Regions from separate parts of the Mus musculus genome. Here regions 1 and 2 are each linked to region 3. Evidence: chromatin contacts called from public Hi-C data. All regions are on one chromosome and are shown on one strand. The core of a region is the stretch at or near the end of the contact, and the rest is flanking DNA. Distances in the headings are between cores, read along the strand shown.

What was found. A called contact is a pair of places that touch in the nucleus more often than the background predicts.
Region 1: a Hi-C map of uterus shows a contact between it and region 3, with 4 times the contacts expected there. The contact joins two enhancer-like sites. A contact is called at or near these places in 2 of 484 Hi-C or Micro-C datasets (both in uterus) and 1 of 9 other capture datasets (embryonic stem cells).
Region 2: a contact with region 3 is called in a Hi-C map of uterus, with 4 times the contacts expected there. The contact joins two enhancer-like sites. A contact is called at or near these places in 2 of 484 Hi-C or Micro-C datasets (both in uterus) and 1 of 9 other capture datasets (embryonic stem cells).

What each region holds. Positions count from the first base shown.
Region 1 is chr12:79,733,736-79,736,986 of GRCm38.p6, forward strand. All of the region lies in intron 8 of Rad51b (RAD51 paralog B), which reads left to right. Among named protein-coding and RNA genes, the nearest start is that of Gm36048, 64 kb to the right of the region's middle. Within about 2 kb of position 1,821, at least 31 of the 459 cell types and tissues checked have an H3K27ac peak or open chromatin away from gene starts, as enhancers often do. A contact at or near this core is called in uterus, where this site is marked.
Region 2 is chr12:79,660,096-79,663,230 of GRCm38.p6, forward strand. All of the region lies in intron 8 of Rad51b (RAD51 paralog B), which reads left to right. Among named protein-coding and RNA genes, the nearest start is that of Gm36048, 140 kb to the right of the region's middle. Within about 2 kb of position 1,341, at least 62 of the 459 cell types and tissues checked have an H3K27ac peak or open chromatin away from gene starts, as enhancers often do. A contact at or near this core is called in uterus, where this site is marked.
Region 3 is chr12:79,324,884-79,328,211 of GRCm38.p6, forward strand. Rad51b (RAD51 paralog B) reads left to right here. Exons shown (of 11, transcript NM_009014.3): 6 at 84-203; 7 at 2,338-2,521. Among named protein-coding and RNA genes, the nearest start is that of Rad51b, 29 kb to the left of the region's middle. Within about 2 kb of position 1,523, at least 10 of the 459 cell types and tissues checked have an H3K27ac peak or open chromatin away from gene starts, as enhancers often do. A contact at or near this core is called in uterus, where this site is marked.

The DNA of each region.
Region 1 (3,251 bases), core at 571-3,070, 410 kb after region 3:
AACTCATGGGCCACTGAGCCTGGTATTTGAGACAGAGGAGAACAGAGACCCTGCCTTAAACAAGGAGGAAGACAAGGAAGGACGGATATTCAGCCCTCCGCTTGTACCATAACACACATGCAGCCTCATATACCTAAACACACACACACACACACACAGAGAGAGAGAGAGAGAGAGAGAGAGAGAGAGAGAGAGTGTCAAAGGTCAAAGGCTGGAGATATGGATCAGTGTTTAAGAACACTGGTTGCTTTGCTTTGCTAGAGGACACAGGTTCAGTTCTTAGTACCCACATGATAGCTAACAACCAATTAATATTGTATTTCTGAGGGATCAAATGCCTTCTTCCAGCCTCCTTATGTACTATATGCACATAATGCATAAACATACATGCAGAAAAAAAAAACACCCATGAAGATTTAAAAAGAATCAGAGCATCATAAGTCATTGTTAATCAACCTTATCAACTGAGACTACCTTTCTTTTATCTCTCAACCCTTATAAACCTAAGATTAAATTTAGTTGTGCATTTTAAATCATATTTTACAAAATGCATTTGTGCATACCATCCATCTATCTATTTATTTTGTGTGCACATGTGTGGGCAGGGTGCATATATGGAGCTCAGAGGACAACTTATAGGAGTTAGTCACCGAGTTCTATCATGTGGGTCTTGGGCATCAAACCCAGGTCCTCGGGCTTGGTGGCAAGAGCCTCTACTACTGAGGCATCTCACTGCCTTTATCCCTTTTGATTTTCAGTAGACATTGTCTGGTAGCATGATGTCCATTATAGAAAGGAGGATAATTTCACCATAAAAAATCACCTGGTGTTTCCTGATTCATTCTCTCCAGCAAAGCTTTCCTATTCTTGGAATGGCGAGAGAGTAGACGGGGTATCTGTTAGTCGTTCTACTGCGCTGATCCAGGGCTACTTGTTTCAGGAAATAGTAAATGGGGCTTCTCATTCAAGGATAGACTGGCACTGCCAGGTGTCAGTCACATGACATCAGTTTGGACTTAGTCTCAGCCCAGTTCCTGGTGTATACAGGTACTCTGTATTTATTGAATGTTGAGTAAGTAAATGAACGAGTGGATTTTAAAAAATCAATCCTAGGCTGGGCGTGGTGGCACACATCTTTAATCCCAGCACTCGGGAGGTAGAGGCAGGCAGATTTCTTAATTTTGAGGCCAGCCTGGGCTACAGAGTGAGTTCCAGGACAGCCAGGGCTATTCGGAGAAACCCTGTCTCGAAAAAACAAAACAAAACAACAACAACAAAATCAATCCTTCTACCTAGGGATGCATACCTCTGAAATCCTATCACTCAGGAGGCAAGGTCAGTAACACTGTCTCAAAACCCAAACCAACAAGATCTTTCTGACTAAGGTCTGTAAACTGGAGGTCATTTTTACCTCATGCACTTTTCCAAGTACTAAGTCAACAGGGTTCGCTGAGAGTCTTCCAAGTGCTTTGAGGGGAAACAAGGGAACTGATGAGAAATGGCGGACTGGCAGGCCAACATAGGAAATCCCCTTTCTGGCTCTCTCCAACTTTCTGTCCAGGGCTGATTTCCTAGGCTTCCAAGGTGATGTGGTAAATGGTATCCTTTTGCCGGGGGATCGAATGAAATTGTCACTCCCAGGGAGAGAGGAGAGGTATGACAGGGTGTGAAGAGTAAATAGAAGGCAGCCAGATCTACCCCGTGGGAAGCTGGGTCGGAGAGCGGAGGAGCTGGTGAGAAGACTGGCTCGGGCCAGAACATGTCTGCCTGTAAAGGAGAGAGGCTTCGTCTGCTTCTCACATAGTGTGGTTTGGCTACTTTCCCATTACTTCCCCGGAGAACTCTTAGTGACCAGAGACATCGTATTTTAATCAAGATGGTTCTTGCTGAACTGGTAAGCTAGGCTCCCATGGGTTTAGTGGAGTTATAGCAGGGTGAAGAGAGAGGCTGCTGTTCATAAATGGATCCACTCCCTCTCTTCCGCTGTTGGCGGCTGCTGCGGTGTCTATAAACATGCAGGGTGTCCTCATGTACTCGTAAATGCTGCTTATTGCCGTGTGACTGCATTGTCTGTGGAAGTGGCCTGCCTGGAAAAAGTGACTCCGTTTCACTCTTCTGTACTCATTGTTCCTGGAACCATGTCCTGAGGTCCCAGGCTTTTATTTTGCTGCCATTCTCCGAAGTTGCCTTTTTGTGGAAGCCTTGGGATTCTAGAGAGTTTTTTTAGGCTTAAATCATGCCTCCAACTAGCTGCTGTGAGCTCCATAAGATGGCCTGGTTTTACTTGGCCAGCAAAGGGGTGACTTCCCCTTCCAGTCATTCCCTCTGTCAGTTGTTGGTCATCTTGAAAAACTAAGACTGTTGGAGGAGGCCAAAGTGAACTTGCAGAGCTTGTTCACTGAGCCAGACTGAAAACACGTGATTAACCGGCCACACACAGGCTCAAGATGACATCTCACTCATGAATTGTGGTTAATGCCCCAACAAAGCCCAGATAGCTAAAGCGAATGTACATCTATGCTTTCTGCCAGGTAGTTTTCATGAGCTTCCTGGGATGTCAATATGCGTGTATAATTAAGATGATTTCATTGTATTAAAATTCCCATAGAGATGAGCCAAGGATGCAATAAGGTAAAATCACTAGGTCTAGCAAGAGTCAGCAGTGAGGGGCTAACGATTGCTGTGGTAAAATACCACGACCGAAGCAACCTGGGGCGGAAAGGGTTTATTTGGTTTACACCTCCACGGAGTGTAGTCCATCACCGAAGGAAGTCAGGAAGGGAACTCAAACAGGGCTGGAACCTCGATGCAGGAGCTGATACAGAAGTTCAGTATGCTTTCCTATAGAACCCAAGACCCGTCACAGGGCTGTACCTGTGTAGTAACTCACCTAGAAGTCTGCCTGGCATTACCAACCACCCCAGTGTCATTTCCAGGAAAATATAATCCAAACTCTTGCCTTGAACGTTTCAACGTTCTTACTATTTCATTCTATTTGGTTTCATTAACTTCTTTTGTAGTCTCTGAGTTCCACTCAAGGCAAGTGCTTTAGTACCTGAGCTGCACCCAGCCCTTCACCATTTAGTGTCAGCCTCAATATTTGTATTGCAGAGGAAAGCTCCACCTCCATCGAGTCTGTGATTTGTGTGCATTCACATAAAGCACCCTTATTTTCAAAGAGTGATGGCTTCAGTCTTATAAAAACAAATGAAGTTGGCATTCCAATCATTTGGAGTTAGATTTGATCGATG
Region 2 (3,135 bases), core at 91-2,590, 340 kb after region 3:
ACACTCAAAACATATATATCATATACACACTATATACAAACACACTCACAAACAATACATGCACATATTACACACACACATACATACCCCATATACATATACTATATACACACTACACACAAACACATTCAGGAACAATACATGCACACATGACACACAGATACATACCTTATACATATACCATATACACACAATACACAAACACACTCATAAACCATACCTGCACACATCATACCCACACACAAAATATACATATACCATATATACACTACACACAAGCACACTCACATACCATACATGCACACACACACTTGTTCAGCTCTGAGGAAATTGGAAGATTATCTTTCTTCTTTATTTGGAAACAAGTTCCCAGAATCCTGCTTTATATTAAGCAAAGTGGAATGAAATGGCAGGGGAAGAAATGGCTTTGGACTCTAGTGTAATGGCAACAGGAAAATGATAGCAGCAAAGGAAGTTCCTAGCTCATCCTTAGGTAACTAGCTGTTCCTGACTATGAAGCCCTAATGGCGATTGAAGCAGTTGGGGTTTTGTTTGTTTGTTTGTTTGTTTTGTTTTTTAAGGTATTTTGCTTGTATAGCTAAATAGGTAAAGAGGATGTGGGAGTGTTTTAACCAAAGTCTAAAATGGGGTCATTTACCAGTAAGTTAAAATGAACAGATTTTGGCTGGGGAAAACACTTGCCTAATACTCTTGAAACAACAACATTCCGTCCCGAGAACTTCAGACAAAGAGGTGGGGGTCATTTCTTAGAACATTCATTCCTGATCAAATATATTGCAATGGTCCCTAAGTTCCTATGAGAGAGAGAGAGGAGAAATACATGGCACAAAATGCTTGTGGTTTCAGTCCTTTATTTGGTCACCTTTGCCTATGCGCTAACTAATGACGATGGGCAAGTCTTTTCATCACTTTGGACCTCAGTTTCTTCTTCTGCCTGATGTTAGTTTGAAGAAGTGAGCGATTGCTTGAGTCTTTTTCAGTCCTGACAGGGTGAGGTGGGTCTGCAGATGGGCAGCACCCAGCCACGGGTGGCTCTTCTGTTTCACAGAGTAAACCTGTAATGGATTTCAGCTGCAGAACAGAGGCCCTTGCTTAAACAGTGTTCACTTGAAAACAGTTGTGGGGTGAGAGCATGCAGCCAAGAGCAGCCAGCAATAAAATGATCTGGGTTGACCTGAGAGAAGCACCCAGCAGGGGTTGATCCGGGAAATGAAGTCCCTTCTGCTCTGCTGCAGAGAAGGGAATACAAGTGACCTGGTCCAACTGAGCCGTCTCTTCTGCCCAAGCTGATCCTGTGCTATTAATATCTGCCAGCTGCAAGCCCAGAGCATCCCCTGCTGAGATCAAAGGAGCCCCTATCTTAGCTGGAACAAGGTCATCTGCACAGGGCTATAAAAGTAAGTCCTGGCTGGCTACAAGGATGGCTATGGGGGAGGAGAAGTCAGGAGATGGGAGGCACTCTGTGCTCCTTTAATCTCAGCTGACCAGCTGTTGCCCTCCCAGTGTTTGTAGAGTTGAGAGTTCTTTGTTTTGGCATTGCTGCCTCTGCCTTATTCAATTTGTGCCTGGGTTGTTGTCTGGATTAAGCACACCTAGTGTTCACAGTTTGGGTCCCCAATATGAGTCCCTGCATTGCAGTTTCATTCCAGTGTTGACTTAACAGCTCTGAGGTGGGATGGCCAAAGAAGGAAGGAGTGGACTCCATAGGCCGACGCCTTTCCCAACCGATTCCTGCCCTACACAGCTTGTGTCTTAGGAAGGAATAAGAGGACACATTCAGTTACTTGGCGTTTTTGCAGCCTGCCTTTCATGAACTACCCTCATTGATTCAAGAAAATAGAACATTCAGGGTCCATGCAAAGTCATCCCAGCCCAGGGTGTTTCTCACTCTCTCTGGGTTGCATACACTTCTGATTGGCTATATGTTCATATGGAAGAGACACAAAGAGAATAAGGGACAGACAGCCCCAGAAATGAATACGGAATAAGAAAGAAGCAATATAGAAAGAGGGGTGTGTGTCAAGCCTGCCAAAGTGTCTTTGCTAACTAGAGCAGCCTCAACAATGAGGTCATTTGCCTGACTCTGTACAGTAGAGTTAAAATCCCACCAGTTGGTTGCTCTTTAGACCCCCTACTGTCTTACAATAATATCAGGGCTGGAAAAGACTTCATGGTTGTTCTATTTGTCCAGCCCATCATTTCACAAATGAGACCAAGTTTAAAAAAAATAACAATATTTATTGTTTTATGTTTTCCATAATTCTAGACCTGAGTAGGTAGTGTCATTCAAAGCAACTTTTCCAGATAATTGTTTTAATGGTGAAAATCCTGATATACATACTATCAGAAATCATTCAACAGTTATTGCAACTCTTCTGATTCTTAGCTCTTGTAGTTCTTCCTTGCGGCAACTCAGAAGAGACCCTGGGTTGCTGGGCCTCAGTCACAGGGACTCTCTTTCCTCGTATTGGTCATTAGGGAAGGGGTCTAATGACCTAGCTGCCCATAAATGCCTATCCTATTCTGACCTAGGATTTGAGCAGAACTGACCCAAGTCCCCATACACTGGGGCATGGTTGGTAGGTGACATTGTTGTGTAGTAGCAAGATTGGAGCTCTGCTCAACTCGCACCTTTAACTTGCTCTCTTCTGATGGTTTGGGAGGGTAGCAGTTAATTTTCAATATGGTGACATGTCAGGCCCACTTGAGGAGTCCCAAGTCGTTTCATGGGATGGAAGACATTACCGGGCTGCCACCCAGTGTTCCGACATCTGGTGCGTTGGTATCTTCTTATCTCTGTTAGTAGTCTTTGGTTGACTACAGCACATGGAAAGTAAAACTTGAAAGTGCATGGAAGGGTCAAAGATAGAACAAAAGAAGAAGTAAAATGTGCTCCTTACCAGAACCAGGAGTGGATTTTAGTTTTAGTGCTGGAAGCCTTTCTATTCCTGTGGCAGTCAAGGGAATTGATGGCTGATTTCATTTGCAAGAGAAAGTATTTTGGGATTCAAATTCCCTAACAAGCCACCCTTGCAAAAAGCTGGAGTCCATTTGAAAGATTATATGCAAGTGTGTGTGGCTTGTGTGTCTTTTAAAATAAATTTAGCAAGCAAA
Region 3 (3,328 bases), core at 273-2,772:
GTGGAGTGTGTTGGGGACTCAGCAGTGTCTCTCTCTTTTAGTATTCACTATTCTCTCTTGTATGCTATTCCCTTCTCTCATAGACTGGTTGAGATTGCGGAATCTCGTTTTCCACAATATTTTAACACTGAGGAAAAATTGCTTCTGACCAGCAGTAGAGTTCATCTTTGCCGAGAGCTCACCTGTGAGGGGCTTCTACAAAGGTAGGCGGTTTCACATTACTAAAACATCTTATATTTTAGTAATGCTTTGAAAGTTTTCTCCTCCCCGTTTTCAGCTTCTTAGTAAAATAATTCTTATATAATGGAGTTAAAGAAATAATAATTTGGGCTGGAGAGATGGCTCAATGGTTTAGAGCACTGACTGCTCTTCCAGAGGTCCTGAGTTCAATTCCCAGCAACCACATAGTGACTCACAACCATCAGTAATGGGATCCGAAGTCCTCTTCTGATGTGTCTGAAGACAGCTACAGTGTATTCATATACATAAAGTAAATACATCTTTAAAAAAAATAATAATTTGTGCCTTCTTCATTCATTGTAGTTTTTTTGAAATGTTTCTTTAAAATGGAAAAAAAATCAGTGAATATTTTAGAATCTAAGTAGCTTATTAATTATAAGTTGTTTTGTTAGTGAACTACCTGTAAATGTGGCAGCTTAGAACAGCAAATACTTATTTTCTGGCGAGTGAGCTTCTGGAAGTGGCTCAGCTGGCTCTCCTGCTTTGCTTGTTGTCCAGGATAGCTGTTGTTTTGTTGACCAGTGGGCTGGTATGCCTGTACCCAAGCTCACTCGTGCACCATTGGAAGGCGTCCTTTCTTTACACAAGGAAAGTGTAGTCTTTCACCCCCACTGTCTGGAATAAGAGCATCACCATTTTGTCATGAGCACTTGTCACATAGACCAACTCTTGTGTAGTATGGGAAGGCATTTATGTAGAAATTCATAAAAAGATAGGACACACCAGGATAGGGGAATAAGAGGAGGCTGTTTTAGAGGCCGTTTTAGACTGGCTACACAAGTAGCTTTCCTGTAAAATTACAGCTTTTGTAGTATTGTAGGGCAACATGAAAACACTGTTGATATTTCCAGAAGAATGCAATGTGATAGGAGTGGTGAACTAAGTTATGTGTGCTGAATTTTACAGCCATCGCTGTGTGTGTGTGTGTGTGTGTGTGTGTGTGTGTGTGTGGTATGTGTGTGTGTGTGCACACACATGAGTGCATGAGCAAGTGCATGTGTGTTACTGGGCTTGAACCTAGGGCCTCGTGTGTCAGGCAAGGGCTGAGCTGCATCTCAGCACTTTTTTTTTTTAAAAAGATTTATTTTATTTATTTGAGTACACTGTAGCTGTTTCCAGACACCCCAGAAGAGGACATCAGATCCTTTTACAGATGGTTGTGAGCCACCCTGTGGTTGCTGGGAATTGAACTCATGACCTTTGGAAGAGCAGTCAGCGCTCTTATCCACTGAGCCATCTCTCCAGCTCCTCTCAGCACTTTTTTAAGTTTTTATTTTGATAACATACAGACTATGTTATCCAGTATGGTTTTGAACAACTCCCACTGTAGCCCAGTTTAGCCTTGACCTTGCAAACTTCTTTCTTTAATTTCCTGATTAATGAGGGCTACAGATCTCTGTTACCAGAGCTGGCTCGTTGTTATTTTAAAGCTGATTAACCCTTTCAGCATGGTGGTGTTGTTGTTTTAGGTTTATTTATTTTGTATTTTATGAGTATGAGTATTTGCCTGCATGTTTGTGTGTATACCACTTATATGTCTGGTGCCCTTGGAGGTTGGAAGAGTGGGTGGGGTCCCCTGGAACTAGAGTTACCAATGGGCGTGAACCCTCACGTACATGCTGGAAACCAAACCCTGGTCCTTTTCAAGAGAAGCAAGTGTTCCTAACTGTTGAGCCATCTGTCTCTCCAGCCCCTTCACTTTTTAAAGTCATGTCTTTGAAGTGACTTACAGATCTTCAGGGTTAGGCCTGCCTGCTTTCCTGAGTTCTAACTCCAAAAGCATGGCTGTCCTTTCCCCACCTCTGTCTCTGACCTGGAGAACAACCAGAGTCCTAAGCGTGTTTGCTCTCAACCTCCAGGCTGTTTGCTCTAACGCCCTCTTCCCCTCACAGATGTTTGCAGACCTCCATTGCACTCTAAGTCTTCACTGGCTCCCTCCTCCCAGCAGCTGCCAGGATTTACAGCTTGCCCAACTTGTGTTTTGGCTTTTCTCTCAAACCCTAATACAGTGTTCTTCTATTTTCCTTCTGAAAAGAAAAATAAAAAAGAGTTCGTGTCTTACACTTGTTTGTTATTTTACAAATTCTACTTTCACAGGCTTGAGTCTTTGGAGGAAGAGATCATTTCGAAAGGAGTTAAGCTTGTGATTGTTGACTCCATTGCTTCTGTGGTCAGAAAGGAGTTTGACCCGAAGCTTCAAGGCAACATCAAAGAAAGGAACAAGTTCTTGGGCAAAGGAGCGTCCTTACTGAAGTACCTGGCAGGGGAGTTTTCAATCCCAGTAAGTGTCCCTTTTCCTTCTTTTCTCTTAAGGTCATGACCTTACAGTATCAGATGATATACTTAGGGAAGACTAAACATCTGACTTCTAAAGTTGGATTGCTATGGCAAGTAACTGCTTTCGTAAGCCACCCTCTCTGCTGGTTATGTCCCCTTTTATAACATGACCCGGGACAGACTTAAGTGTTTCTGGCGGTTCCCACCGTCCCTTCCTTCATTCCTTCTCACGGGTTACTCATTCTGTGAGTTCTGTGTCACGTCTGTCATGCTGAGATTACTGTTACGTGGGACGACTCGAAGAGCGGCCTGGGTCTGTTTCTGCGAACTTTCTTTGCAGCGACGGTGTATCCTGTGGGTTTTGTAACTTAGATCTTTTAGGCTCTGTTCATGGGTTACCCTGTTCAGCGCTGTTTTGGTTTGTTTCCAATGGGCAGAGGTCAACCATGAATGGAAATGGCACAGAGAATACCTTAAAGGAGCTCTTGGAATGGTTTTCTGTGGTGGGCATTGTGATCAGGAAGTCTGAGGGGTGATTATTAGGGTTGGAGATGCACAGCAGACAACACAGAGATGTATATTAAGTTACACCCCACTCTGCTACATGTGGGAGGCTGAACTTGTTCTGCAGCCTCAGGAGCATTGGGTATTACTATGCTTGCTTTGATTTCTTCCAGACAGCATCCTGCTGTCCAGCCCGACCGTCCTCCCCCCAGACCCTCTTGCTTTTTGCCTTAGTGCTAGGGTTACAGGTATGGGTTACCACACTCTTCCAGGCTTTTTAGTCTTAGCCATGTTCCCACCCAGACAA